2 separate regions of the Anser cygnoides genome follow, and region 2 is linked to region 1. A link is a contact called in public Hi-C data. All regions are on one chromosome and are shown on one strand. Each heading gives the region's core, a stretch centred on a gene start, on an enhancer-like site or on the middle of the called end of the contact. The rest is flanking DNA. Distances are from core to core; before and after follow the strand shown.

Region 1 (5,964 bases), core at 2,004-4,503:
GTACTCGACAGTCAGTCATTGCTGCTTATTATGTGTTCTGATGAAATAAAAAGCAAAACTTTCTCAGAGCTTTGAGGGGAGCTATTAGAATAAATTTTGTGATCAGAGAACAGCCAAGACCGAATACAGGTGATGTGCCAAGAAATTCAGGCAACAGCACACAAGTTTAAGTGTTGAAGGACACCTCTTGTGTTCTCCCCATATGCACAACTCCATATATTTTACATCTGTGAGCAAATTTCTGTTTATCCTGCTTCCTTCCCTTAACTCCACACAGCACAAAACAGTTTCATCACTGCGTATTAATGGGGTGTATTGTCAGAAAGAGAATGCTTGGGATGGGCACAACCGGAGTAAGAGAGACTTGATTGAAGGTACCTGAATGAGAGATGCAGAAAGGAGAAAATTCTTTTACTGTAGTGTAAGGGCCTGTCATTTTATAGCATAGTAGCAATCTCTGATGATAGGCTTTTGTTAGGACAGCGTATTTTTTTATGTTGTATTCCATTGCTCAAAAATCTTTCCTGATCACTTTCATCATAAAAATATTTTTCAGAACTCAAAAAGATTTTGAAATGATGACAAAGATGAAAATGAAGCTTAATCCCCAGAATTCAGTAAGTTAAATTTACATGTACGTTGAATTTTTTTAATATAGTAGAAGCTAACCTTGTTTTACATGAAAAATCAGCTCAATTTTAGTTTACAACATGTAGCATAATTGCAAAGAGGTACTTTCCATCTTCTTGTTTTAAATGGTTTTTGACTTCTTAGCTGCAATTACTATTAAAACCAGCCATTGAGTGCAAGATGACAGTTGGTTTATACAAAGTGATAATACTTTTAGTTTTAAAATTAATTAGTGGACTCTTTTTTTTCTTGAAATCTGGTATAAAGTCCCACTGCATATTTGAATAAGAAATACGGTCTGAAAGCAAATAAAAAAAAAAAACAGGTTTCAAATTGTGGAATATGAAGTTATTTCTGATGATGAATTTAGCACTGAATGTTTTCCACTTTTTTTCTAAGTTCTGTGACTTGTAGAAACTGCAAAAATATGCAAAGGAAACAAAACGTTTACTTCGGGTTCACTTGTTGTCCATTATTGTAATTATAAGCTGGAATCCTCTTTCAGAAATTGATGCCGTGGGATCATCCTTACTACAGTGGCGTCCTCCGTGCTGAGAGGTAAGCTCCTTATGTTCCTGATTGTAATGTAAATGAGTGTCTTTATTTCATTCATTTCACTGAGGATAATGAAAGTCCTCAATGTAAACAGGATTTCCTTCTTTGAAGATGTACTTTAATATGAATAAATAGAGAATATCCAACGGGGCAGTTCTTTGCAACATTTCTTAGCGTTGGAATGCCTGTGAGGTTTTGGCTCTTCTGTTGTTTTGCGGGAAAGTAGTGGCCTTTGAAGATACAAGAGGATAAAACAGTTTCAGAACAGATAGAAAATCCGTATTTTCATTTTGCTTTTAGCTCCTGGCTGAGCTGTAGTTATGTTTAAAAATAAATTTTGAATCACTGAGCATACAGTCCAACTCCTCTTCATATTATAATTGTAATTTACTTCTTTACTGAACTTGCATCTATTTTCTTGCATCTTCTACAGACCTCAAACAGAAACTTGAGTAGATTTTCACTCTTCTTGGGTAGAATTCATTCTCATCTCTCTTGCAAAGATTGGGGAATAAGTCTGCAACACAAACTTAAATAGTCCTTGCAAGTAATGAGATGCCAGCTCTGAAAGGCACGAACCCTGCACGTTGTGTTTATTAGATCAGCAGTGGTGACCTTTCAGATTTGTGTTATAAAAGGTAATTTAAAATTGTGCTGCTCTTGCAAGAGGAGGAGGAAGAATCTTGCCTTCACTGCAGATTTGTACGTTTTTGTTTTTTGAATAAACTGAGTCTGGAAGTATCTGATAAAGGAAGAAGTTTGCTCTGGATCAGAAAGCTGCGATAGTAGAGACGTGGCATTATGGAAGGATTTACACCAGTTGCCGTGGCTGATTCACAACTTTCTTGTACTTTGATACCAAGGCAATAGTTTTATGAGCAGCAGGTGTGATACTGGATTTGTCTTTAGCTACCACACGTTCAGAGAGGAGCTGATATATTTATGTGCAGCAACATTCATGTCCTTGCAACATGCATGGACCTTACTATGCAGGGGAGTGTGAGGGACGTTTGGCTTCTGAGTTAGTTCACTGGAGCTGATCCTAGAGCATGCAGCACTCCACAGCATACGCGCAGATCGCTTGTTGATGGTGTGGTCTGGGAAGTGGCAGTTTTTCTTTTAAACTGGACAGGTATCAAATGTAGTTCTGTGAGTGTGAGAACAAAATCGTGACCATACTGGAGGAGTCAAGGTGCACCTAGCTCTGAATCTCTTCGCAGGGAATAGTGATCTGTGGAAGATCACTGTGGCACTTGTTCAAGGTACTGTCTTGTCTTGTAGCTTACAGGTCTTTGCCTGGTGGTTTGGTGTCTTCAAAACAGAAAGTAAGAATTACATTCTGATGCGTAGTCCTCACCATTACTGTCGGATGTTGGTGAAATTTATTTTCTTGTTTCCTATTTATTTTCTATGTTCCTACAGTGTGTCTCCCTGTCTTTAGACTTAGTGTGCCCCGTACAGGTTAGGATGTTAAGTGTAGAAGTCTCAGAGTTTGTTTCTCCTCCTGGGAGGAGCACCTTCTCTTACTGTCTTACTGTCCTTCACAGATGTTCTAATGAAGCTAGTCATTTTGTAATTGAGTTGCCAATGATTACAAATAGATTATTCTGCCCATTTTGGCACTAGGAAGAAAAGCATTTCCTTTCCTTATGGAGCTCTGTAAAAGTTACTTTATTTCAAGAATAGTCTGGTAGATTTCCGAAGGGAGAACTGAGCTTAAACAAACCAGGACATCGGTAGTGTATATTTGCTGTTTTATTAATTAAGGCAGCAAGTCTGGCAGCTGTGTCTGTGTGAAGAATCTCCTAAACATATGTAGTTCCTCCCTGATTACAGTGCAGGATTGGGGCCCAGCCTTTTTCTCCCTCTGGGTTGGGCAGGAGTATTTTTTTCTGGAAGCTGTTACAAGCATCTACAAGTCAGGGAAGGAAAAGCACTTTTCCTCTCCATCGTGTGCAGCGGTGTTTTGCTAAAAACCAAGAGCTTGGTCTTTTACAGTCCTGTTACCTGAGTGCTGTGTGTTCAGGAAAAGTTTCTGATCTGACAGTGTCTTAACAATGGTTCACGTTCATTCTGCCCCTGTTGTAGATATTTAACTTACTGGCTAATAGATAATCAGCCCCTAACAGGAAAGCTCAGTTCTTCGTTGCAAATTATCAGTAGCTGTGCTTTATGAATGAAACTAGCCAGGAATTGGAGACTATTCATACAACAGCCAGAGGACAGGAATATGCTGTTGCACATCTGTGCCCTTTCCCTGTTTTATTTGCAACTTATGATCTATTTAAGTGTCTTCTTATACCTTACACCTTGTTTGTCTTGTATTTGTGCTTACCTCTCATGACACCCTTTCCTGAATTCCCCTCGGATGTTATGGTATTTTCAGGCCAACACTTCAGGAACTGCAAGATGAGAACCGTGTGTCACAAAGCTTCTTACTGGCAGGAGTTTGATTTGGCTATTTGTTGTTTCTCTCCCTTTCTAACCGAGCCAATTAACTTGTAATACAAAATGATGTCTCTGAGTAACATTGATTTCCTTTTTTTTTTCCCTGGGAAAATCATTTATCCTTTTTGATTTTTTTTTAATGGTATCATGTTTCATTTTATTTATTTAGAAAATAATTTATTTAAACGTACTTACTGTATCTTATTTTTTTTGCTTAATAACAAAATATGTTTTCAAACAAGATTTATCTGATATGAATTTCTTCCATTGTTGTTATTCTTTGTTTAGTAGATGAACAATTTTGTTCTTTGAGTGTTTTTTTGTTGTTGTTTGTTTCTGTTTTTAAGAAATTTACTTTTAGCTTGGTGCCTTTTACAGAATGGACATGGTCAGGTGTGTAATAGTACTGTGTGCAGCACATAGCTTACATTTTCGTCTCTGTTATGTTTTGGGGCTCCATAGTAGTTTGTGGGGTGGATTTTTGTATTGCTATGAATTTCATTTTATATTCTGACTTTCTTAGTAAATGTTTCTGTTTAAAAGGAAGCAAATGCATGCTTTTGGGTGTTTCTTTTATCATTGTGGCTCCAGCTAATGTAAGGAACCAATTTCCTAGATACCGTCGGGTATGTAAGATGGCTATCTTTACCAACCTAGGTATAAAGCCAAGGATTTACGGGATTTTAGTTTTTGATTAAGTAACTTTGCAACATTCTAGTGTGTCACATATGTGCCTCTAAGGGATGAAAGAAATATTAGATGGGACAGTGCCTATGTCTGTTGAAGTAGCTACACTGTTCCCTATTTTGGTCTGTACAAGCATATTTTCACACAAAATTGTTGTGGGGAAACACTGGACGACAATGTGATCATGATATGATCTATTACTTCTTTATTTTTTTATTTCTTCTCCAGATTTTGGTCAGCTACATCAGTTCTTCTCAAATTGCACTAAAATCCATGATATTTTTCTGATGTGTTTATTTTTTATCTGTATGTTGTATATTTTAAATGTATGTATATGTAGTTTATTCTAAGCATGTTTATTCTGCATTAGAAAAGGCTTAAGGAAACAAAGCCTTTGTTAGATTCCTCAGAAGTAGTTTTAAGAGCTGGATATTTACTTCTGAAGAATGTAGGGTATTCACATGCACTTGGACTATTGAATTTTGATAGTATTCGCTGTCATATCAGTTTGCTTCTATTTTCTTCTTACTCCTTCATTTTTTATGGAATATTCCTGCTGTTTTGTGGGGTGAACAGCAGGAGGAGCTCCAGACTTGACTCACAAAGCACGTTTTTCTTTCTATAAACTCATCCACAAAAATTTTGTTTCTGTCAGCTTTCACCAAGTCTTTTCCCTGGAAACTTGATCCCACTTCAAAGAGTAAGTCTCCCATTAATGGTAACAGGATAGTTTACTTCCAATTTTTTTTTTTTTGGAAAATTATGTTAAGTAGCATCTCTGGCTTTAAACCCACACTTAAAGCAGCACAATGTTTTTGTAGCTCTAGTTTAAGTGGCACAGAAAATAGATGTCAGTATAAGTGTACATTTGACAGAAACTGGAGACAAAAGTCTGAAAATCCATGGTAGTAGTATCTTAAAAGCAGATAGAGTAATTAGGAGAACCTCAAGAATTTTGGCAGGCTATGTGTAATAAAACAGTAAATGCTAGAACATGCTTCAGCCTCTAACAAGTAAGAAGATGTCTGTCTAAAATGTATATTATAAAATACTGCCCTTGAGTTTTAGCGCAGGCAAGTACCGGAGTATTAATTAAATCCCATTACTTCTCAGTAAGTGCTACTGCAGTTATAAGTAATTCTCAAGGCCGTGATCCTGCACAGATATAGTAGCCTTTCTGATTTCTTTAGGGTCATAAAAAAAAAGGGGTGGAAGAGAGCTTTCACGGTCAGCTGTGTGTCTTGAAGGTGGGGCTGGCTGTACTAAGCTGCTTCTGACAGAGGTGCAAAACTGTTCCTAAGAACCATCAGTGGTGAGCTTAGAATATTCAGTGTTGGCTCCTGTTTTCCTAACCTTTGTTGCTTCTGAGGCTGGGCTGACTTGGTTGGCTATAATTCACTTTTGAGATTTTTGCCAAACTGTCAAAGACTTGATTCAAGTAGCAACTGGGATGTGTTCGCAGGGTATTGTACTCCGTGCTGGTCCGTTGCTTTGGGACTGCAGAAATAAATTAAGACTGGCCTTGGGGATGAACAAATCAATACCAAAATAAACCAGTTTCCTGCCGGGTAGGAAGGAGAATCCACCACCGCAACTAGAGGCATTTTGGATCCTGGGGTGATGAGCTCAGCAGAAACTAGGAAT
Region 2 (6,375 bases), core at 2,563-5,062, 140 kb after region 1:
ACTGAGCGTTCTACATCCTCTTGCTATTTACAGACAACTGTTTTGAATGTCATGTTTTGTGTAGACACCTGTAAAATGTATTGCATGAGGTCTTAGTGGAGTCACTTTGTGTTTCAGATACTCGTTTTAAAGTAATATATTTAGACAAGTGTATTAAAACATCCCGGAGTTCTTAAAGCATTGACTAAGCACTGAGGACTACCATATGAAGAAACACTAAGACTGTCTCATCACACAGGGGTTTACTGTTCCTGTGAATTAAGAGCAACATGAGAGTCTATAACATTGAAATGTGTTTCAGTCCCTGTTGGAGCATGTACATGTAAAATGATCGAGTTAATTACATTAATCATTGAGAGATGTTGAAAATTGCAGGCTTTCTTTTGTTTTGAGTCATGATATTTCTTCAAAGGAAATGGAAGACAGAGAACTGTTACAGCAACTAGTGTAGATGCAAGAACAGAGATTGTCTCTACAGCCGGGAAAGCAGACAAGAACTATTTGGAAAGTAGTTTCAGCTGACCCCTTTGATAAGACTGAGTTGCGTGACATATCTGATGTGGAAGCAGAAATTGTACAGCAATAGGAAGTTGTTATCTCCATATCTCAAATGCTAACACAGTTCCCCCAGTCAACTGTGAGATAGATCTACTCTTGTTATGACAGCTGTTGGAAACTGATGTCAGTATATCTGTACAATGTCTTTTGATAGTCTTAACTATTACAAATCTTAAAATATGTTTATGATGTTATCTAAGACACGCTGTTTGGAAATGGCTCTATTTATAATCAGAAATTGCTCAAGCTATTTTAATAAATAAATGATATACTTGTGAGTTTCCTAGTCTGATTTGCTTTGAACTTTTTCTTTCTGAAAACTTAAGCCCGAGGATTAATTAGTGTTTATACAGCACTTTGTAAACCCAAAGTCATAAGCGCCAAGAATTATTATTACTTAATCGTTAAAAGTCAGATCAATGAAAAATTAAACTGTCAGAGAACTGCTTTTTGAAAAAACAAAAATGCTGAAAATCCTCTGCCTCCCCCCGTATGTCCAACTGTGCTTTTATTTGCCTCACATACAGACAAAGATATTTTTCAGTTTAAACCGGTTAACGCCCATCTGTGTTTAAATAAATGGGAAGATTACCTAAAATCCTAGGGACTTTTTACATAATGAAGAAATCTTTATTTCCTAACTGCAGTTTTAAGACCTGAGTATTGCAAATATTTATATATTTAAGTCCTCCTTGACAGTGTAACCTATCTGATTAGCAGTGTTACTTCTGTGAGCATCTTTACTCATTTCTGTGATTGTAGGGTCAGATCCTTACAGTGACATTTTAAATGTACTTGGCTCAGCTATTTTGACTTCTGAAGAGAACTAAAAGAATCCTCACACTATTTTTTTCTTTGCTTCTCTTTCTACTTTACAGCAGATACAGGTATGGTTTAAAAACAATTTTCCTCAGAAAATAAATGTACATGTCAGAAAACCAGCAACAATCAAGGGAAGATTGGCTCATCAGTGAAGTATAGATTTAGTTAATACAGTTAGCAAATAAATCCATCTTTTCAGAGCTACAGAAACATCCTTCAATACATCATTGTTATTTAAAGAAAAATTCTAAATTTTGCTTTGGCTATGCCTTCGACAATATTCTTCCTTGACAGCTATACACACATTATTCATGCAGAGCTAATTACTTTCCTTATAATATAATTGACTTGTTAAGTCAGAATATGAATTAATTGGTGGTAAAGAAAAGTAAATGATACCAAGTCAGGCCTAGTTAATCTGTGTCTGGCATGTTATCTCTTGATATTCAGTAAATTTTAAATTTATATATACAAACATACTTTTAATTAGAATGAAACAAAGTTTGCAGACTGACTAATGAAAGCTGACTATATTCATCTGGAAGTGCTGATGATCTTATTCAGATGCAAGCAGACTGCTAAAATTTGGTTTTCCATGTTACTATATTGTATCATGAAATATGAACATCTTGAGGGTCCTGGATTGGTAGATGTCCTAAGGAACAGAGTCCTGGCAATGCTTAGCAGCTATCAGTTTTGCTGTCTTTTAGCTGCAATTTATTAATAAGTAGATGTGCTTAAAATGTGCATATACCTAAATTTAGATTTAAGCATAGTTATTTAAAGTCAGTATTTCAGAAGAACTCATTGTCCATCATTAAGGCTCGATTTTCAAAGAGCTCAGTGTCTGGAATATTGAACTTCTTTGCAGGTCTCGCCCCAGTTATGTGTTCTAAGTTCTTCTGAAAATCTAAATTATCTTAAAAAACCTACAGAAGAGGATTGAGTCTTATTTTAAGAGCCTGGCTTCAGCTACAGGCACAGAACACTCACAGATTTGGCCCAAATTCATAAAAAAGTCTGACCCTTTAAAAGTGCTGAAGTATAATGAATAATCCTAACTCTTCTAATGATTCTTTAGAGTGAATTTCTGGAGTAGATGTCTTTGATTTTCTTAAACATTACATATTCAAATATATGAATTTGAGGAACAGAATATAAAATATTGTGAAGAGAAATTGCTTCACTGAAATAGTAGCAAAGCTTCCATGGAATTCAGCAAAACCAGGTGTTTGTTCTAGATAAGCTAGAGATTTCTTTAATATCCTTATTAAAATTCCTTACAGGAAACTTCTATCATCAAGTTAAAATGTTAATGTTATTATCAAGATTTCTTTTCATATTTGATAGTTGAACTAACATCTAGTTAAAATAAAAAAAAAAAATCTCTTCTGTATATAAGGATGTGATATTTATAAATGTAGTTCTAATAACTTGTGCAAGAGGACGCCTTTTCATCTCAAGTATGCAACTAGTGGGATTAAAAGTGTTGCTTGAAGAAGGCAGGCTTTAATAAACACACTGAAAGCAAATAAATATACAAAATGTAGGAAATATGGCTGGTCTTTTCTCAGAAAATAAACATTCCTCTAAGTTCTGTAATGCTTCTATTTGAATATCACTTTACAGAACTACAGACAGTTGGAAGGAGCAGTGCACACCGAAATATTATACATCCCCCCCAAATATTGAAACAAATTCGATTTAGTTTCAGTTTTTAATTGTCTATATATTCTAGGTACTCTATTTTCATATAATTCTGCGTGAGTTGCAAATAAAAATGCTGCATAAATTATATATAGTCTTTCTAACTATATACACACAATGACATGCAGTAGCACTGTTTGTGAACTCTTATTTCTTAAAGCAAAGCAAAACTGCAAAAAAAAAAAACCACGAAATCCAGTACCTGTTATATGATGAAGTTTTCCAATGCCCAGACTTTCTGCAACTTAATTTCACACTGCCAGAGCTTCTGTGTTAAATGCTTTCACCTCCTTAAAAAAAAAAAAAAAAAAAGAAAAAAAAAGAAAGAAAGAAAGAAAGAAAAAAAAGTATGTCAGCACAAGCCCAGACGAAACTCCAAATCCGGGAAAATAAAATTAACCATGCAGATCAAAGGCAGACGAGCACTGAGACCAAATGCCTGTAATCTGATCAGTGATCAGTTGCCATACATCAAAGGCAGTGCTTTGGAGAGGAAAAAGAGCTCTTTTTTTCTCCAGCAGGTAGTTGTACTCTTAAATTCTGCCTTTCAGTAGTCTCGTTCTTTTGTTAAAAATCGATCACTGGCTTTTTTTTTCCCCCCTTTTCTTTCTTGTGCTGGGAGAATGCACACGATTCTGACATGCTTAGAGTTGAGTGGCTGGATCTGTAGCTTTTTGAGTTCCCAAGCTGTGTTGTGGATTGTGTGTTGGAAGCTTTCCCCAGTGCCAGCGGGTTCCGCTTTATCCCTTTCATCTCACTGAGCTGCAGATCCCATGACATCATTCAATGCTGTGGGACTGGTTAGAGAGCTATAATACAGCCTGTGGGGGAATACAGCTAAAGAGCAACAAGAGTTTGCATGATTTCTAATCAGGTTAGTCCATTGTAACAAACCCAAGGCTCACTTCAAAGTTTTCATTATATTAAAGTTTCCTCCCAAGAAGGGAGAATAGTGTAGCTATAAGGTTTTCTTAAAAAGATGCTTTATAATTTTGCCTGCTACAGGAAGTTACAATTTTCCATAAAGTTCTGGAAGTCAGACATGCAGGTCAGTTTGCTAGGCAGCTGTTAGAGATGACAGAAAACTACTTTTGCTTGTCTCTTTATTGAGGTTTGGAGAGGAGGAAGTGGTGCATTTTGTGCACTGCAACTGTTTTTTTTTTTTTTTTTTTTTTTTTTTTCTTTTCATTGGCAAAAGCAAGCACAATAGAGCTTACTCTTACTCCCTGGTTTGTGTCCTCCCTGCTGCTTAATGTGTGGCCTTTGCAAATCATTTTATTTGGGCCTGATTCATCTGTGGCTCATGATTCCTTTACGTAAATGAGCCATAAAGCTGCTGTAAGTAACTCTCAGAAGCTCTTTAGTGTGAGGGCATTTTTTTTTTAGCTGGGATAGATTCGAAGTGGTCACCATTACGCTGTCAGCAGAAAGAGGCTTTGGGGGGAATAAAAGGCTACTGGCAGACATTCACTGTGCTGCTGCAGTTCGTGGTCTCAAGAACTGTTGGAGGAGCCCGTGCAGCCGCAGAAAGCAGGAGAATTTTCAAGCAAGCAAGAATTTTCAAGCAAGAGCTGAAGAAATGTACAACTGAATTTCATTTTCTCTGATTGGAGGCAAAGCTAGCATTTGGCACAGAGATTAATTCAACCCTCTGTGCTTCAGCTGTTAATAAAGCATACAAATATCAAGCAGGACGGCTTTTAGGATAATCAGCCATCCTGAAGATATCACTGCAGTTCCCATAAATCTATACCCCACACTTTGGGTATACCACATGTGGAGATGAAAGTGATATGAGGCCGTCGACTGGTAGCCATTGGTAGATCCCTGCAAATATTTGCACACTGAGTAACCGAGAATTCATTTAAAAGGCAAAAGTGAAAAGAGGAAACATGGTTGCCTTGAGCGATAAAAGCAAAAGCAAACCATCAGCAGATAATGGGCGCTGGATAGCCGAGTGCGGAAGCGATGAAGTAAGTGTCTGGTGGAGATTCCTCACCCTGCGCCCTGTTTGCAGGCTGAAGAAAGAGGCCTGCCCCACTCTGCACAGTCTGGGGCTGCATCCTGCTGCCCTCAGCCCTCCCTCCACTTTCAGGCTGCTGTGGTGCTGCTGCTTTGCTGCTGCTCTGCTGCTGTGCTGCTGCACTTGGTAGATGAGGGAGCCTTCTGCTGGCTGCGTGATGTACTGTGGGCAGATGCACTGCAAGCCCCAGTGAGAGCAATCACTTCCAAAAAGCTCTGAGATCCTTCTGTGCGGTGCTATATGATGTGGCCTTGTTGCTAGTTGGACATGGTTTAAGTGTTGTTTTGGATCAGCTATCCAGGTAGGCCTCTGGGGGATGCGCAGGTAATTGAGATGGAGGTGAGATGTTGCAGGTACAAAGGAGTGCCATGCAGGTAATGAATCGACTTTCAGGAATACACGGCTGGGAAAATATGTAAACAAACCATAAATTTCTGTCTTTCTCTAATTCCCACTTCCAACTATTTCAAATAAAAGAGAATTATTCAAGCTGCTTACTTCTATTTTGCCATTAATTTGCACTCATCTGACATACAACTTCCCCCTACTCATAGAAAGATTTCTTGATAACAGTCCATTTGTTGCTTTCATGATAAAACTGAAAGTGCTTATGTTGAAGTAAAATTTGCAGGTGAGCTGTACAGAACTGAAATAACCCTTTTCTGTTCATTTCAAAGGTGCTTTTCATTAAGAAAAATGAAACTTCACAGAAAGTACCTTTTAGTTCTCTGGGTTTTCAGTAAAAGCAAGTTCTGAAGGTCTCGAGTAGAGGTCTTTGATCTTTCTTTTGTACATATCAAAAAGAGAAGTGAGGTTAATTATTACCAATATAACCTTCTAAAGCTTAAGCATTGCTTTTTGCATTCATGACGCTATTTTTCACTGTGGAGCCTGGCAGCCTGATCAAGCTGCTATTTCCCATGCTATGACTTCTCCAAAATTTGATCAGAAGTGTGCAGTAGAAATAACAGTAGTCTATATAATTCAATATTTACCCAAAGATTGATAATCATCTTTTCACCTTATGTATAATGAGGATAACATGTGTATTGTGATTCGTATAAGGCATGCAGCAGATGAGCACCCGAGCCAGAAGCAGAACCTGTATAAGACAACACTCACTTGGACCATCTGATCATCAGCTCCTGCTTCCTCCTGAGGTTACAAATCTACCAAAACATTCAGGCACAAGTGGTCTGATAAAAATCCATTAGACGACTCAGTAAATGCTTGATTTTAATCACTGAAATTACTGGGCCAGAGTC

Evidence for each region. Hi-C and Micro-C count contacts between places; a contact is called where the count stands out from the background.
Region 2: a Hi-C map of fetal liver shows a contact between it and region 1, with 1.9 times the contacts expected there. The contact joins the promoter of TNFRSF19 here to the enhancer-like site in region 1. A contact is called at or near these places in 3 of 7 Hi-C or Micro-C datasets (fetal liver, granulosa cells and liver).

What each region holds. Positions count from the first base shown.
Region 1 is chr1:191,804,433-191,810,396 of Taihu_goose_T2T_genome, forward strand. MIPEP (mitochondrial intermediate peptidase) reads left to right here. Exons shown (of 17, transcript XM_066989764.1): 9 at 557-617; 10 at 1,136-1,188. Among named protein-coding and RNA genes, the nearest start is that of MIPEP, 18 kb to the left of the region's middle. Within about 2 kb of position 3,254, at least 1 of the 3 cell types and tissues checked has open chromatin away from gene starts, as enhancers often do. A contact at or near this core is called in fetal liver, where this site is marked.
Region 2 is chr1:191,946,429-191,952,803 of Taihu_goose_T2T_genome, forward strand. It overlaps TNFRSF19 (TNF receptor superfamily member 19), which reads right to left and starts at 3,813. Exons shown (of 10, transcript XM_013188218.3): 1 at 3,290-3,813.